2 separate regions of the Oncorhynchus mykiss genome follow, and region 2 is linked to region 1. The links are chromatin contacts, called in public Hi-C maps. All regions are on one chromosome and are shown on one strand. The core of a region is the stretch at or near the end of the contact, and the rest is flanking DNA. Distances in the headings are between cores, read along the strand shown.

Region 1 (7,820 bases), core at 2,229-4,728:
TCCACAATCCTATTTTGTTTTTACCCCACTTAAAAAGAAAAGAGAAATTAATTAGAAAAGTTGGGGGTTGTCATCAACACACATTTACCCCTAGAGGCATTGATATAGCTAGAACAGCAGACCTCTTTTCCTGTGCCAGCCGAGCTAACTCAGCCAGTGTTTTAAGCATAAATGAAGATACTCCATGTAATGTGCTCTACTATGTGCGTCCCACATGCAGTTCTTTCACTCAAGACTGCAATAAAGAGTTTATACCTAGACTCTTTAGGGAAGCAAAGACGGCTGTGCAGTAGTGAGTAATACTAGCTCATTTCTTTTTTTTTTTCTTTTTTTTAAGAGTTTTCATTCTCGTTTTTATATCATTTCTACCCTTTCCTTAAGAAGACCAGATGGACACCAGTAAACCAAAGATTGGCCTTGAATAGATAACAGTGCAGTCAAAATCCAGGAAAACATTAGTGAAAACAACTGGATTTATTGAGCTTACAAGCACCCAGGCCTTTTCACCAGTCAATCCGCTCATTTCCAAAGGTCAAAATGGAGAAGCTTCTTGCTAGGCAGTTGTGTAACTTGGATAGATCTGCAAAAGGTTTGGAAATGTAACACAAAAAGCTAAACAAAGACTCACAGTTGGTCTGGTTAATATAGTCATACAGTATCTGAATCTACTAGCGTTAAATATGTCAGGGAGTAAGTGCTAAAATATAACTTAATACACTAGTGAAATACGTATCCTTGTGTTGGCTTGATGGTGTGATAATGCACCAGTTCTGCACCATGAATTTAGCTTGGGTGTGGTGGGTGAACATTTTAGAAGTTAAAAACCCTTTTTGAAGAATTTGCTGTTAATGAGAAAAAGATTATTTTATACATGGCCTGCTGATTTTTGGTACTGTGTTTTCTAGCTAAATTATTTTGTCATGCACATATAAACATTTATTATGCACTACTTTTCTAAACATTTTTTTCAACAGTCATTTTAGGCACATTTTTTCACAAATGGGAAAAGTCCTTTTTGCAATACCTCAATTTTTCACATTGTGAAAGGTAGCTTTTGTACTTTTGTTACTGAGAGATCTGCATATATGGAAATTTTAATTTAAAGAAAAAAGTTGAGTGATTTCAATATTATTTTCAATTATGCTTTTTATTATACATTTCAGTGCTGAGGAATCTTTACAACTAAGTGCACACTTGTGTTGATGCGACTTCAAAACTGCAGAGGGATGATGAAAGTGTATTGCTTAAGGTATTAGATCTCATACACTAAATGTTTCACAAAAATCTGATCTTAACAGCATGGTGAGAAAACGTTGTCATTTAAAATGAATGTTTAAAAAAATGGCTACCCTAGTTGGAAAATGGTAACTTCTATTGTTTTTGGTTTCCTCTCTCCATAGCTGGAATGTAACAATTATAAGGAGAATGCAAATGATGGTTCATAATTAGGCTGAATCTCGTATCACAAGAATGGATGTTTGGTGTTTAGATATTTTAACATTGGAAAATGTATATTCTTGAACTTGCCAACTAGCTCCTATTATAATCCTTAGCATGCATGATAAAAAAAAAGAAGTACATGAATTAGCTATTGAAATGAATTGTTGTAGTGCACCAGATGTTTCACAACTTTTAATTTATTAAGGACACCCCCACACCTCACTCCCCTCCCATGTGTTCATCTCTTTGCCTTCCCCATACTCAGACCTCTGCAGGATGCACAGAAAAATATACAAGAAAATAAGAAAATGAAAAAAACTCTAAAATATATTTTAGCAGTGCAAGACTTGAGCATCTTTTAGGACACTGTTAAAAAGACTTGATAACTCATCTCCACTGTCTGTTGAGGCAAATCAACCTAGTTGGAGGAAGGGGAACATTAAGACTTGAATGTGGTAAATGTTGCAAGTTAACTTCGAGTTGTTATGTGCAATACTTTTTTTGAACTTTTTTCCAGAATAAGACTTTGCAATGTAATTCTTTAATGCCGTTTTTAATTGCAGACATTTAAAGAAGATGTTAATATGTTTTTCACAGTCATTTTCTACTGTTATTGTAATCCTTTTCATGCTGGTGTTTGTAAAAAAGAAAAGAAAAAGAAATCAAACTATTTGTACTAATATAAATAATTGAAGTTATTTTTTAAAACATTTAAAGGTTTTGTGCTCATTTGCTTAATTTGTTTATTTCAAGCTACTGTGATTGGTTGCATTGTAATTATTAGGTCAATAATGTATTTAGCTGTTTATTGGTATATTTTTAATTGGAATGTATAATTTTTTATAATTTTGATCAGATTTTTGTTATATTTTTGAGGTGAAGCTTTTAATATGTTAGTGTCTAGTTTTTACTAATTGCTATATTGTGCTCCACAATATATGGTTCACATTTTCTGAAGGAAATAAATATTTAAATATTGGTCTGTTAATGATGTTACTTAATGGCAAAATGTCAATAGTTTTTAACTGTGTATGGGAAGGTTGTATTTATTAATATTTTTTTTTTTACTTAAGATATCACCATAATTTTTATTGTCATTTCACTTTATAAGTTACTATTTTTGTATTTTCCTTTCAAATTAAGTTATGTAATACAAAATGTCCATATTTCTAGGAGTTGGTCTGTAAAAGTGCTAGTGAAATGAAAAAGAGATCTAATGTTATTTAATTGTTTGCAGCCAACTATTTATAACAGTATGCATAACTTTTAAATATTTGTAATGTGAAATGTTGAATGAATAAAACTTAACTGTGACAATAAGGCCCATTTGTGTTTTTCTTTGTGTGGACTGTTAAGTGTATTGCGTTTTCTGTAGATGTTCATTGGTTGCTGCTTTCATAAAGCTAGGCAGCGGCCATTGCTGGGCCCTGGCTGATAAAACCTCCGAATGAATTCAGATATCTTTACTGCATACAAGAAAATAAGGTCGCAACGAGTTATGAACGCTATGCTGTGTGTGAGCGAGAGGGGGTGTTAAAATGGCGACCACCAGCAGCTTTTGCAAATGTCAGTATCAGATTAACCATTCATATTTTATGAGCAGTTATTTTGCAACCATTATTTCCTTTTCCAGGCTAAGAAGTCAGTGTGTTTGTATGCCAGTCTTTACTGGATCCTTTCAAAGAATGTCACTATAATGCTACTCGTTCCATGGAGGGCCGGGTGTCTGCAGGTTTTTGTTCCTCCCTTGTACTCGATTGATGAATTCAGGTCATTTAGTAAGGAACTCCCCTTACCTGGTTGTCTAGGTCATAATTGAGAGGAAAAAATTAAAACCAGCAGACATGAGGCCCTCCATGGAATGAGTTTGACGCCCCTGCTTTATACAAACCGGAGCTGATGAAACCAGTCATTCAAAATAGATGTACCATCACACATGCCAGGGTATTGATAATCCTGCAGAAATGTCCTGGGATAAAGAATGTCATTAATGTCAGTCTACAAACATACTGTAAGTGATCATATTCATCAGACTCATCAGCTCCACCTGCCTGCTGACTGGTACATTACCAATATAAAGCACCACTCAGAATTCACTCTAATGTACTGCAGTCTTCTGTGTCAAACCTGAAAGAAAACCATTAGCTCACTAACTTTTGGACCTTATGTACCGTAGGTAGCAGCACTCACATTCCCTGAGTAAGTGTAAAGCCATACAATTTTCCTTCAATGTAGGCAAAATCATGAATTACCTTGCTATCATCAAAACCGGTAATGCAAGAGAAAAATTGTAGGTCCCTGGGGCTGTGCGGTGCATTTGAGAAAACCTTTCCTCATGAGGCAGCATCAAAAACAGTAGTTGGGCTCCAGTCAATATGGTCCCCAACCCTGTTCTCGGATGGCATTGCATGGATATACCACTGCAGGAAGTGTACATATACTGAACAAAAATATAAACACAACATGTAAAGTGTTGGTCACATGTTTCATGAGCTGAAATAAAAGATCCCAGAAATGTTCCATATGCACAATAAGCTTATTTCTCTCAAATTTTGGGCACACATTTGTTTATGTCCCTGCAAGCGAGCATTTCTCCTTTGCCAAGATAATCCATCCACCTGACATGTGTGGCATATCAAGAAGCTGATTAAACAGCATGATCATTAACCAGGTGCACCTTGTGCTAGGAACAATAAAAGGCCAATCTGAAATGTGCAGTTTTGTCACACAACACGATGCCACAGATGTCTCAAGTTTTGAGGGAATGTGCAATTGGCCTGCTGACTGCAGGACTGTCCACCAGAGCTGTTGCCAGAGAATTGAATGTAATTTCTCTACCATAAGCCGCCTCCAACGTCAATTTAGATAATTTGTCAGTACGTCCAACCGGCCTCACAACCACAGACCACGTGTAACCATGCCAGCCCAGGTCCTCCACATCTGGCTTCTTCACTTGCGGGATAGTCTTAGACCAGCCACCTGGACAGCTGACAAAACTGAGAACTATTTATGTCTGTAATAAAGCCCTTTTGTGAGGAAAAACTCATTTTGATTGGCTGGGCCTGGCTCCCAAGTGGGTGGGCCGATGCCCTCCCAGGCCCACCCAAGGTTGCACCCCTGCCCAGTCGTGAAATCCATAGATTAGGGCCTAATATTGTTTTTTCAATTGACTGATTTCCTTATATTAACTGTTGCTCAGTCAAATCTTTGAAATTGTTGCATGTTGCATTCATATTTTTGTTCAGTATAGAATAATAGTGACAAAAAACTTGGATGAAAGATCCAGATGACATCACGCCTGTCTCTCTGACAGTGGAGACAAAGGTTCTGCTGAGCCAATCCATTCTGCGACCGGGTGCCTGCCTCTCTCTCTTTCTCTCTCTGCCTCTGTAGCAGCCAGCAACCAGGTCACAGAGACATGGACCCCTCATTAAGCACAGCTAGGCCGTGGTGTCTGGTAAGACTCATAGCAAGGAAAAGCCTCTGCCCCGGACATATCGTCCCTTAGGTAGTACATTTATAAGAATGAGTACTCTAGGACAAGAATTTGAAATCTCCTTAGATTATTGTTATTGAACACTGTTTTGGTCCTATGTGCCTAATGGTCCTATGTGCCCTGTTCAAAAGTAGTGCACTGTAGTGCCCTTGAAACAAAGAATGTAACGTTGTGACTTCTGTTTCATGAAGGAGGGAAACGAGGTACATCATACTATGGGGAGTCGCACTCTCGCGACTTCGGTTGAAGGATCCTAAATCACGCCTGACAAAGCCAATGTGCCTCGATGGAAGAACCGCCTTCCACAGGTGATAAGCGTGAGGCTTGGATTCATTCCTTCAATTGAATAATGCTCTTCACCAAGCCCAGGAACGGGCGATGCGGGGCCAAACAGGTGTTGTATCTCCTTTCCCTCCTTCAGGGAACAGTAGTTATAGTCGGAACATTACGTTTCCTTTTAAGTCAGTCAACTTCGGTAAAGCGTACTATGGGGAAATATAATCAGGCCCCAATGGCCCATGGCAGACAACCCAGACCTGACACCACCAGATGTGACAGTCTGGGTATTGAGCACACCTAAGTGACTGCCTAAGTGACTTTCACCTGTCCTTACCGTAAGCAAAAGTGTGTGGTGATGCCCGACTCACCGCAGCACAAATATCTCCAAATAACCCTTTAAACAACACCCAAGATGCCGGTGGAGTGGGCGCTTACTCGTCTAGGTAACCCCTGCTCCTTGCTGCTATATGCCATGGGAAATATGCTACAATCATATCATATCATATCAAAATCAAATCAAATTGTATTTGTCACATGCACCGAATACAACAGGTATTTCACCTTACAGTGAAATGCTTACGTACCAGCCCTTAACCAACCAACAATGCAGTTTTAAGAAAATACCTAAAAAAAAGTAACAAATAAAAGTAACAAATAATTAAAGAGCAGCAATAAAATAACAATAGCGAGGCTATATACAGGGAGTACTGGTACAGAGTCAATGTGCGGGGGCACCGGTGTTGAGGTAATTGAGGTAATATGTACATGTAGGTAGAGTTATTAAAGTGACTATGCATAGATAATAGAGCAAATAGTCTGGGTAGCCATTTGATTAGAATTTCAGGAGTTTTATGGCTTGGAGTAGAAACTGTTTTAGAAGCCTCTTGGACCTATACTTGGCGCTCCGGTACCGCTTGCGGTAGCAGAGAGAACAGTCTATGACTAGGGTGGCTGGAGTCTTTGACAATTTTTAGGGCCTTCCTCTGACACTGCCTGGTATAGAGGTCCTGGATGGCAGGAAGCTTGGCCCCTGTGGTGTACTGGGCCGTACGCACTACCCCTGTAGTGCCTTGCGGTCAGAGGCCGAGCAGTTGCCATACCAGGAACCCAGGAACCCGTCAGTGAGAGAGACAATGCTTAGAGAACACCATGCACTGCCCGAAGTGAGAGTAAATGTGCTCTGCTCCACAGCAACAGGAAGCCAAGGTGAGGAGGGGTAGGAACCGAGTTCCCCCTGCCTGTTGATGTATGCCACCGTTGTCATGTTGTCGGATCTGACCTTTTATTTTTATTTCACCTTTATTTAACCAGGTAGGCTAGTTGAGAACAAGTTCTCATTTACAACTGCGACCTGGCCAAGATAAAGCATAGTATGAGCAGACAACACAGAGTTACACATGGAGTAAACAATTAACAAGTCAATAACACAGTAGAAAACAGGCCCGTGCCACCTGCACATCATGGCCCGGCAAACGCGGGACTAGGCGCCTAAATGCTAAGTACACAGTCAAAAGTTCCAGGTAATTCATATTCCAGGCACTCTGTGACACTGTCCATACTGCCCAAATTGAGTAACCATCGCACAGCGTGCCCCACCATTGGGGGGACGCATCTGACATGACCACCTTGCGAGACAACACCTGGCCCATAGGAGCCCCTTGTGACAGCAACCGGGGATCCCTCCACTGGGCCAGTACCCAAAGGAATGTCGGGGACACCGGAATCGACCAGTTTAGGTGGCAAGATGCATCCAAGCTCATTGCTAGTACCCACTGCTGGAATGGCCGCGTCAATAATAGTCCCAGGGGAATGACCACTATCATAGAAGCTACTATCCCCAGTAGGAGCAGTAACTGGCAAAAACGTACTGTGAGCCCCAACCGAAAATGGGCCAAGCAGAGCTGGAACCCGAACATCTTCCCGTGACTCTGTTGCTATCAGCCAATTGTCCAGATAGTCCTATACCCTCAGCCCCTAGCTCCTTGTGGGTGCCAGAGCTACCTCCACCACCTTTGAAAAGATGGAGACGAGAAGCTCGTAGGCTTGCCTCTTTATGGAATCTCAGGAACTTTCTGTGACTTAGGTACATGGGCACATGAAAGTTTGCATCCTTTAGGTCAATGGTGGTGAACCAACGCACGGACTGGAACAGTCACTGATTTGTGAGCATCTTGAATTAGTAAACTCTGATGTTTGTTCAGGGCATGTATGTCTAGAATGGGGCGTAACCCCCTGTCCCTTTTCGGTTCCAGGAAATTCCTCCCTTAATACTGGTGCTGAGGCCAGGAGAACAGTCAACGTCTTGACGCCGCAGAAAAATAGGGTGCGTACAACAATTTGTACCCCATTGTTATGGTTTGCATTACCCAGGGCAACACTGTGCATGCGAGCAGGCAATGAGTCTCCCGTAAAGGGCCATCTGAGGGGGCATGACGTCTGTCGTGGACTGGCAGAAATAGGTTATTTTTGTATCTTTAAAAAAAATCTCCACCACCTTGTATCTGAATGTGGAGGAGGGACATGCTTTACTGAACTCACATGAAAAATACACAACACTCTTGAAACCCGAAAACAATGGGGTTGAAACAATGTGTTTAGGTGCATA
Region 2 (7,820 bases), core at 1,528-4,027, 96 kb before region 1:
AATCCAGATAGCAGCTGTTCTGAAAGAGCAGCAAAACCTGGACCCGCACAAATCAGCTGGGCTAGACAATCTGGACCCTCTCTTTCTAAAACTATCCACCGCCATTGTTGCAACCTCTATTACCAGTCTGTCCAGCCTCTCTTTCATATCGTCCGAGATCCCTAATGATTGGAAAGCTGCCGCAGTAATCCCCCTCTTCAAAGGGGGTGACACTCTAGACCTATATCCTTCCTGCCTTGCCTCTCTAAAGTCTTCGAAAGCCAAGTTAATAAACAGATCACTGACCATTTCGAATCCCACCGTACCTTCTCCGCTGTGCAATCCGGTTTCCGAGCTGGTCACGGGTGCACCTCAGCCACGCTCAAGGTACTAAATGATATCATAACCGCCATCGATAAGACAGTACTGTGCAGCCGTCTTCATCGACTCTGTCAATCACCGCATTCTTATCGGCAGACTCAATAGCCTTGGTTTCTCAAATGACTGCCTCGCCTGGTTCACCAACTACTTCGCAGACAGAGTCCAATGTGTCAAATTGGAGGGCCTGTTGTCCGGACCTCTGGCAGTCTCTATGGGGGTACCACAGGGTTCAATTCTCAGGCTGACTCTTTTCTCTGTATACATATCAATGATATATCCACCTCTACGCAGACGACACCATTCTGTATACCTCTGGCCCGTCTTTGGACACTGTTAACTAACCTCCAAACAAGCTTCGATGCCATAAAACACTCCTTCTGTGGCATGCTTTACAACCTTTCGCTGCCCGCACACGCCCGCCCGACTAGCATCACTACCCTGGACGGTTCTGACCTAGAATATGTGGACAACTACAAATACCTAGGTGTCTGGCTAGACTGTAAACTCTCCTTCCAGACTCATATTAAACATCTCCAATCCAAAATCAAATCTAGAATCAGCTTTCTATTTCGCAATAAAGCCTCCATCACTCATGCCGCCAAACTTACCCTAGTAAAACTGACTATCCTACCGATCCTCGACTTTGGCGATGTCATCTACAAAATAGCTTCCAATACTCTACTCAGCAAACTGGATGTAGTCTTTCACAGTGCCATTCCTTTTGTTACCAAAACCCCTTACACCACCCATCACTGCGACCTGGATGCTCTAGTCGGCCCTCGCTACATATTCGTCGCCAGACCCACTGGCTCCAGGTCATCTATAAGTCTATGCTAGGTAAAGCTCCGTCTTATCTCAGCTCACTGGTCACGATAACAACACCCACCCGTAGCATACGCTCCAGCAGGTATATCTCACTGGTCATCCCCAAAGCCAACACCTCCTTTGGCCACCTTTCCTTACAGTTCTCTGCTGCCAGTGACTGGAACTAATTGCAAAAATCGCTGAAGCTGGAGACTTATATTTCCCTCACTAACTTTAAACATCAGCTATCTGAGCAGCTAACTGATCGCTGCAGCTGTACATAGCCCATCTGTAAATAGCCCACCCAATCACCATATTGTTTTTATTTACTTTTCTGCTCTTTTGCACACCAGTATCTCTACTTGCACATCATCATCTGCTCATTTATCACTCCAGTGTTAATCTGCTAAATTGTAATTACTTCGCTACTATGGCCCATTTATTGCCTACCTCCTCACGCCATTTGCACACACTGTATATAGACTTTTTTTTTTCCTATTGTGTTATTGACTGTATGCTTGTTTATTCCATGTGTAACTCTGTGTTGCTGTTTATGTCGCACTGCTTTGCTTTATCTTGGCCAGGTCGCAGTTGTAAATGAGAACTTGTTCTCAACTAGCTTACCTGGTTAAATAAAGGTGAAATAAAAAAAAATACTGGCATTAGCAGGAACACCTGATTGCAATCCAGACTGGGTACATGATCTTAACCATTCATGTGCAGATGGCACTGTTTTTGGCTTGAAAACGTGATTTAATTGTTATGTACTGTCAACAACTACAATGCATTAGACATTTACAAGCATAATTATAATCATTTATAGTAGCTACTCACTGCACGACGCTTTGTCTTAGCACATTCCGCACTTGATTTTTGTTGATTGATGGGTTCCAGTCTTGAGTGTTCAAATGAGTAGAGACGAAGTTGTCAACTTTCTGTCGTAGATTCTGGTAGGCAGGCTGATGACAACAATGACAGAAGCACGTCATTTACGTTACCCATTGATCAATAGCCGGAACATTACCAACAGCTGGCTAGCTAGTTAGCTAAGCTAAAAACAACAACGTGGGACAAATAAAGCGGAAACTATTTGCTAGCTAACGTTAAATAGCAGGCTTAAATGAACGTTGATAGCTAGTCAGAAAAAGTTGAACGCTAGATTAGCTACCTTTGTATCCACATCTGCCAGGCAGTCTCTGCGGAACTCGTCGAACAGGCCTCGGTTCTTGAGATGTTCCACGATGAGCCCGATGAGCTGCGGATCTCCGGGGGGAAGATTCACTGCGTTACCGACACCCTCCGCCATACCGGTGTTTGTTGAAATTCAGCCCGTCAATTAGTTTTGTACATATAGAAGTGTAGCAGTATCGAAATAATTTCAAGAAATTACACAAAATAACTGCTGGTGGCTCTAAAACCTAGCTACATTATTTAGCAGTGTACACAAGTACCAACATGCTATGCAATAGGAAGTCTCTTACGTTGGGTGCGTTCGTAAATTAATCAGTTATTCTGCTCGTTGCAGACTCAGACGGGAGTGATCGGAGTAGATGGCCAGAGCGAATCTACGAACGTGCCCATTGCGTCTTCTTCTTTAACATTCTATGTTACGAGCATGATGGTAGACTACACATATTGGTGTATTTCCGCCACCTACTGTACGGGTTATTAAAACATTTATTACATTGCGGGAAGAGGCACATTGTATATTGGGATATGTAGTATTTACTTAGCTAGTTTTACATTTAGTTTTGGTTTACAGAGGGAATGAACTGTAATATTTCATGGTTACACACCGTTCTACCTAATAACGCCCAAATATGCTAATGACAGTGAGTATGACCAGATAATTTGCATGATCATTTTTGAGGAAACAGGTGATATAGAGTACCACAGTATGAGTCATAATACCCATAACACCTAGCAGTCAAACAGGGAAATTGTTCCAATCGTTTTTTCACCATTCATTTTTCCCATATGAGATTTTAGAAACACTTTTGTGTAGGTTACCCTGGTGTGACGTTTTGATAACCGTGTAAATCTCTCTAGGACAAGGTGACGTTTATCAATATTGGGTTCTTCAGAGGGTGGTGGGGTCTGCCTAACGCATCACCGGGGGCACACTACATGGCCTCCAGGACATCTACAGCACCCGGTGTCACAGGAAGGCCAAGAAGATCATCAAGGACCTCAGCCACCCAAACCACAGCCTATTCACCCCGCTACCACCCAGAAGGCGGGTGGTGTCGCTCTTGCTGCTGGTGATTTTCTGATCCACCTCGACACAGACATCAACATTCTGTATACATCTGGCCCTTCTTTGGACACTGTGTTAACTAACCTCCAGACGAGCTTCAATGCCAAGTAAAACTTGCTTTAAATGCAAGTAAAACTAAATGCATGCTCTTCAACCGATCGCTGCCCACACCTGCCCGCCCGTCCAGCATCACTACTCTGGACGGTTCAGACTTAGAATATGTGGACAACTACAAATACCTAGGTGTCGGGTTAGACTGTAAACTCTCCTTCCAGACTCACATCAAGCATCTCCAATCCAAAAATTACATCTAGAATCGGCTTCCTATTTCGCAACAAAGCATCCTTCACTCATGCTGCCAAACATACCCTCGTAAAACTGACTATCCTACCTACAAAATAGCCTCCAACACTCTACTCAGCAAATTGGATGCAGTCTATCACAGTGCCATCCGTTTTGTCACCAAAGCCCCATATACTACCCACCACTGCGACCTGTATGCTCTCGTTGGTTGGCCTTCGCTTCATATTCGTCGCCAGACCCACTGGCTCCAGGTCATCTATAAGTCTTTGCTAGGTAAAGCCCCGCCTTATCTCAGCTCACTGGTCACCATAGCAGCACCCACCCGTAGCACGCACTCCAGCAGGTATATTTCACTGGTCACCCCCAAAGCCAATTCCTCCTTTGGCTGCCTTTCCTTACAGTTCTCTGATACCAATGACTGGAACGAACTGCAAAAATCACTGAAGCTGGAGACTCATATCACCCTTACTAACTTTAAGCACCAGCTGTCAGAGCAGCTCACAGATCACTGCACCTGAACATAGCCCATCCAACTACCTCATCCCCATACTGTTATTAATTGTATTTATTTTGCTCCTTTGCACCCCAGTATCTCTACTTGCACACTCATTTTCTGCACATCTATCACTCCAGTGTTTAATTGCTATATTGTACTTATTTCACAACCATGGCTTATTTATTGCCTTATCTTCCTTATCCTACCTCATTTGCACACACTGTATATAGACTTTTTCTATTGTATTATTGACTGTATGTTTGCTTATTCCATGTGTAACTCTGTGTTGTTGTTTGTGTCTCACTACTTTGCTTTATTTTGGACAGGTCGCAGTTGTAAATGAGAACTTGTTCTCAACTTGCCTACCTGGTTAATAAAGGTTAAATAAAAAAATATATGTACAAAAAAAGGTGAGGTCGTCACTTTAGAGGCTTCTGCCCTATGTACATAGTCATGGAATACTGGTCACTTTAACAATGTTTACATACTGTTTTACCCATGTTATATGTGTATACTGTATTCTAGTCAAGGCCTATCCTTTTTAACTGTTGCTGCACGTGTTCTATTATTCAGGTATACTACATATTGTATTCATATAGTGTCCATATTGTATATACATCCCATCACATATACAGTGCCAGTCAAAAGTTTGGACACACCTAATCATTCAATGGTTTTTCTTTATTTTGACTATTTTCTACATTGCACTTTGCACATTCTCAATTATGTCTGACTCATATTGTCAGACAGCATTTTCTGTTTATTTGAATATTAATTCCAAATGCCTCTTTTAAAAACCATTGAGGCAATTGTTGTTTGGAAAACTATTGGCCAAGTTGATGATTTATAAAGAACTTGACCGTGAATGTGTTTGCAAGGCCTAGTTGTAAAATAAACTACAGAGACATGATTTGGCCTTGCAATTATTTTCTCTAATAAATGTAGTTATTGTAAAGTGTGGGTGTGGTCTTTAATTATGAAGTCAACTGTAGTCTCAATTTCCAGGAGGAGCTGGTTGCCAGGCAACTAGGGAGAGGAACCATGGTGACCCTGAGGGAGGGAGGGGGGAGGGGACAAGAGGACCTGATGAGGAGGGCCGTGACAAGTATATCAAATGTATTGTAGCATTGGGTCTATTTAAGTACACAATGTCCTTGTAGGCCTTGCCCCAACTCATGCTTTCTGTCATCTGGGGCGACGAGGCAAATGGCCCAGGTACGCAAGGATAATACCAGCCAGTCAGCCCTTCCCCCGTCAAGAGGTCAAAATGCCCCTCTCTCTCTCACACACAGTTCCCAGAGGACTGACTGCTAAAATGCATGTGTGTTAGAGTAATATTATGGCATCCATGTTTGGTATCTATCTGAAACGTTTTCCCTGCAGAGAACGTCGATGCCATCTATATGGATGTATGATCTCTGTGGTAACTTGTATCCATTCAGAGTGAACTCTAAACTACTGTAAGCAAGAGAGTTGATTGTCTTTTCAGGAATTCTACCTTATCTGTGTTTCTCTCTCCAACCCTCCAATCGTGACATCTCTGGGGACCAGATTCTGCTGGTCCTGTAGGTCTGAGGCTGAGTTACACTAATGCTATTGTTCAAAAACTCCAAACAGTCAGCGCAGATGATGCTGAGTACCATTTTGCACAATGACGCTGTCGGTGTGATCAAGGTGTTAGGATATGTATGCCTAGAATAATGCCTGGTTAATGCCAGTAATGCCTTGTAACATATCATTTCGCCTTGTATTATGGAACTTGTTCATCTTACAATGTTAATTAAATACTTGCTTTGAAATTCGTTCTCATTACTATTTCTTGATCTTAGTCAGGTACTCATAATACTTGATTGCACATTGTTTTACCATAATATTAAAAGTATTAAGTCAGATTTATTTTTATGTAGATTGTTAAATAGTATTTAGCCCTATAGCCTTCTATGTATTGTGGCTGGAGCCTGAAGGCCTGGTTAATTTGACTCTCATTGGAAGATGAAAAATGCAAATAGGCCAAATGTGAATTGACAACCCTTCTGCAATTGTCAATGTGTTTGGAGAGGTAGAGGCCAACCAGATGATCTCAAACTTCTTTTTCAGACACTTCTTTACGGCATTGTCTTTTTCACTTGCAGTTATGCATATTAATCCATTGAATTAATTTCACAAAGTACCCTCGGGATGGTTCAAGCAAAGTAATTTAATCTCAATAAAGGTTCAATTTAATATGAAAAAGTAATTTCATCTTCCAGATTTAGGCCACAAGGTGGTGACATAACATCAATATGTGTCAGAGTTAAAGCAGAGGTTTAATTATGCAATACCCTCTAATTTATTCTCCATTTGTAGTTGACAGTTTTCGACATGTGCAGCGGCATATGTATCTTTGATCTTTAGAATAAGATATTCTGTAATGGCCACCAAATAACAAAAACAAAGCACTCCGGCAGAAACACATACGCACGCCCACACACACAATTCTTAATGGAACTAGTCCAATGCATAACTCTGCCAATTTATCAGAATCAGGCAGGCCTGGTGTCATGTAATCAGGGGTGCACTGGGACAAGAATTCGGCCCTGGTATTTTATCCACACCAGCCTACATCACTGCGCACGGTGTCAACTCAACCCACACATACAACTCAGACCCTACACCCTAGTTAGACACAGGCAGTAGTGCTGATACATAACATTGGCAGTACAGTACAGTACAGCGTTTTTCAACCATTTCTTTACCAGTGACTGGTGAGACATGGTCCTCCTCATCTTTTTTAAGCAGCGCATGTTTAAAACAAATGCAATATGTAAAAGCACCACTGGCAATACAACTCATAAATAACAGTTGTAGGATCTTAATTTAAGACAGTTTGGTCAAGCAGGAACATTTTATTTGATATAATCTTTAACTAGGCATGTCAGTTAAGAACAAATTCTTATTTATGACGGCCTAGCCCGGCCAAACCCTAATGACACTGGGCCAATTGTACGCCGCCCTATGGGCCTCCCAATCACGACAGGTTATATGATACAGCCTGGAATCTAACCAGTCACAACAGGAAATGTGAATTGTTATGTGGATTATAATTAATGGACATTTTTGTAGGGGTTGATACATTTTTCACAAGGGAAAATCAAGTCTGAAATTTCAAAGTGGAAATTACAAACTTCTGAAGCCTTTTTAAACCTCAAATTCTCTACATTATCCTGCAACAGGGTGCTCAGAATAATGTTTTATCCTCCTATGTCTGATTGAAAATGGGCTAATGAAATGTCCATCGCCCAAATGATTTTACCTGTTCAAGCGCTGAAAATGATTGTGCTTCTTCACATGAAGGTGACATATCTGAGCATACATTTGCACCACATTCAGTAGTAGGCTATGCAAGCCATGGAAAGGCAAACATCCACATATTTAATCCAAGTTGCTATTTCCAAAGCACATCTTTGATATTTGTGTAAAAAGAAAAAATGCTGCATAGAAAATCCAGAGCTCCAATCATAAAACCTATTCTGGAAGATAAAAACGTAAACCAATCTTTGAGAAAAGTTATTTTATTCATTTAACAGAAAATCCAAGTTGCACATGCTCAATACCCCTGCC

What was found. Hi-C and Micro-C count contacts between places; a contact is called where the count stands out from the background.
Region 2: a Hi-C map of liver shows a contact between it and region 1, with 3 times the contacts expected there. The contact joins the promoter of LOC110538908 here to the enhancer-like site in region 1. A contact is called at or near these places in 2 of 3 Hi-C or Micro-C datasets (blood and liver).

What each region holds. Positions count from the first base shown.
Region 1 is chr12:54,153,724-54,161,543 of USDA_OmykA_1.1, reverse strand. It overlaps LOC110537780 (cytoplasmic polyadenylation element-binding protein 4), which reads left to right. Exons shown (of 11, transcript XM_036937794.1): 11 at 1-2,760. Among protein-coding and RNA genes, the nearest start is that of LOC110537779, 8.2 kb to the right of the region's middle. Within about 2 kb of position 3,478, at least 2 of the 11 cell types and tissues checked have an H3K27ac peak or open chromatin away from gene starts, as enhancers often do. A contact at or near this core is called in liver, where this site is marked.
Region 2 is chr12:54,248,676-54,256,495 of USDA_OmykA_1.1, reverse strand. It overlaps LOC110538908, which reads right to left and starts at 2,777. Exons shown (of 7, transcript XM_036939510.1): 1 at 2,333-2,777; 2 at 1,999-2,123. The coding sequence starts at 2,470.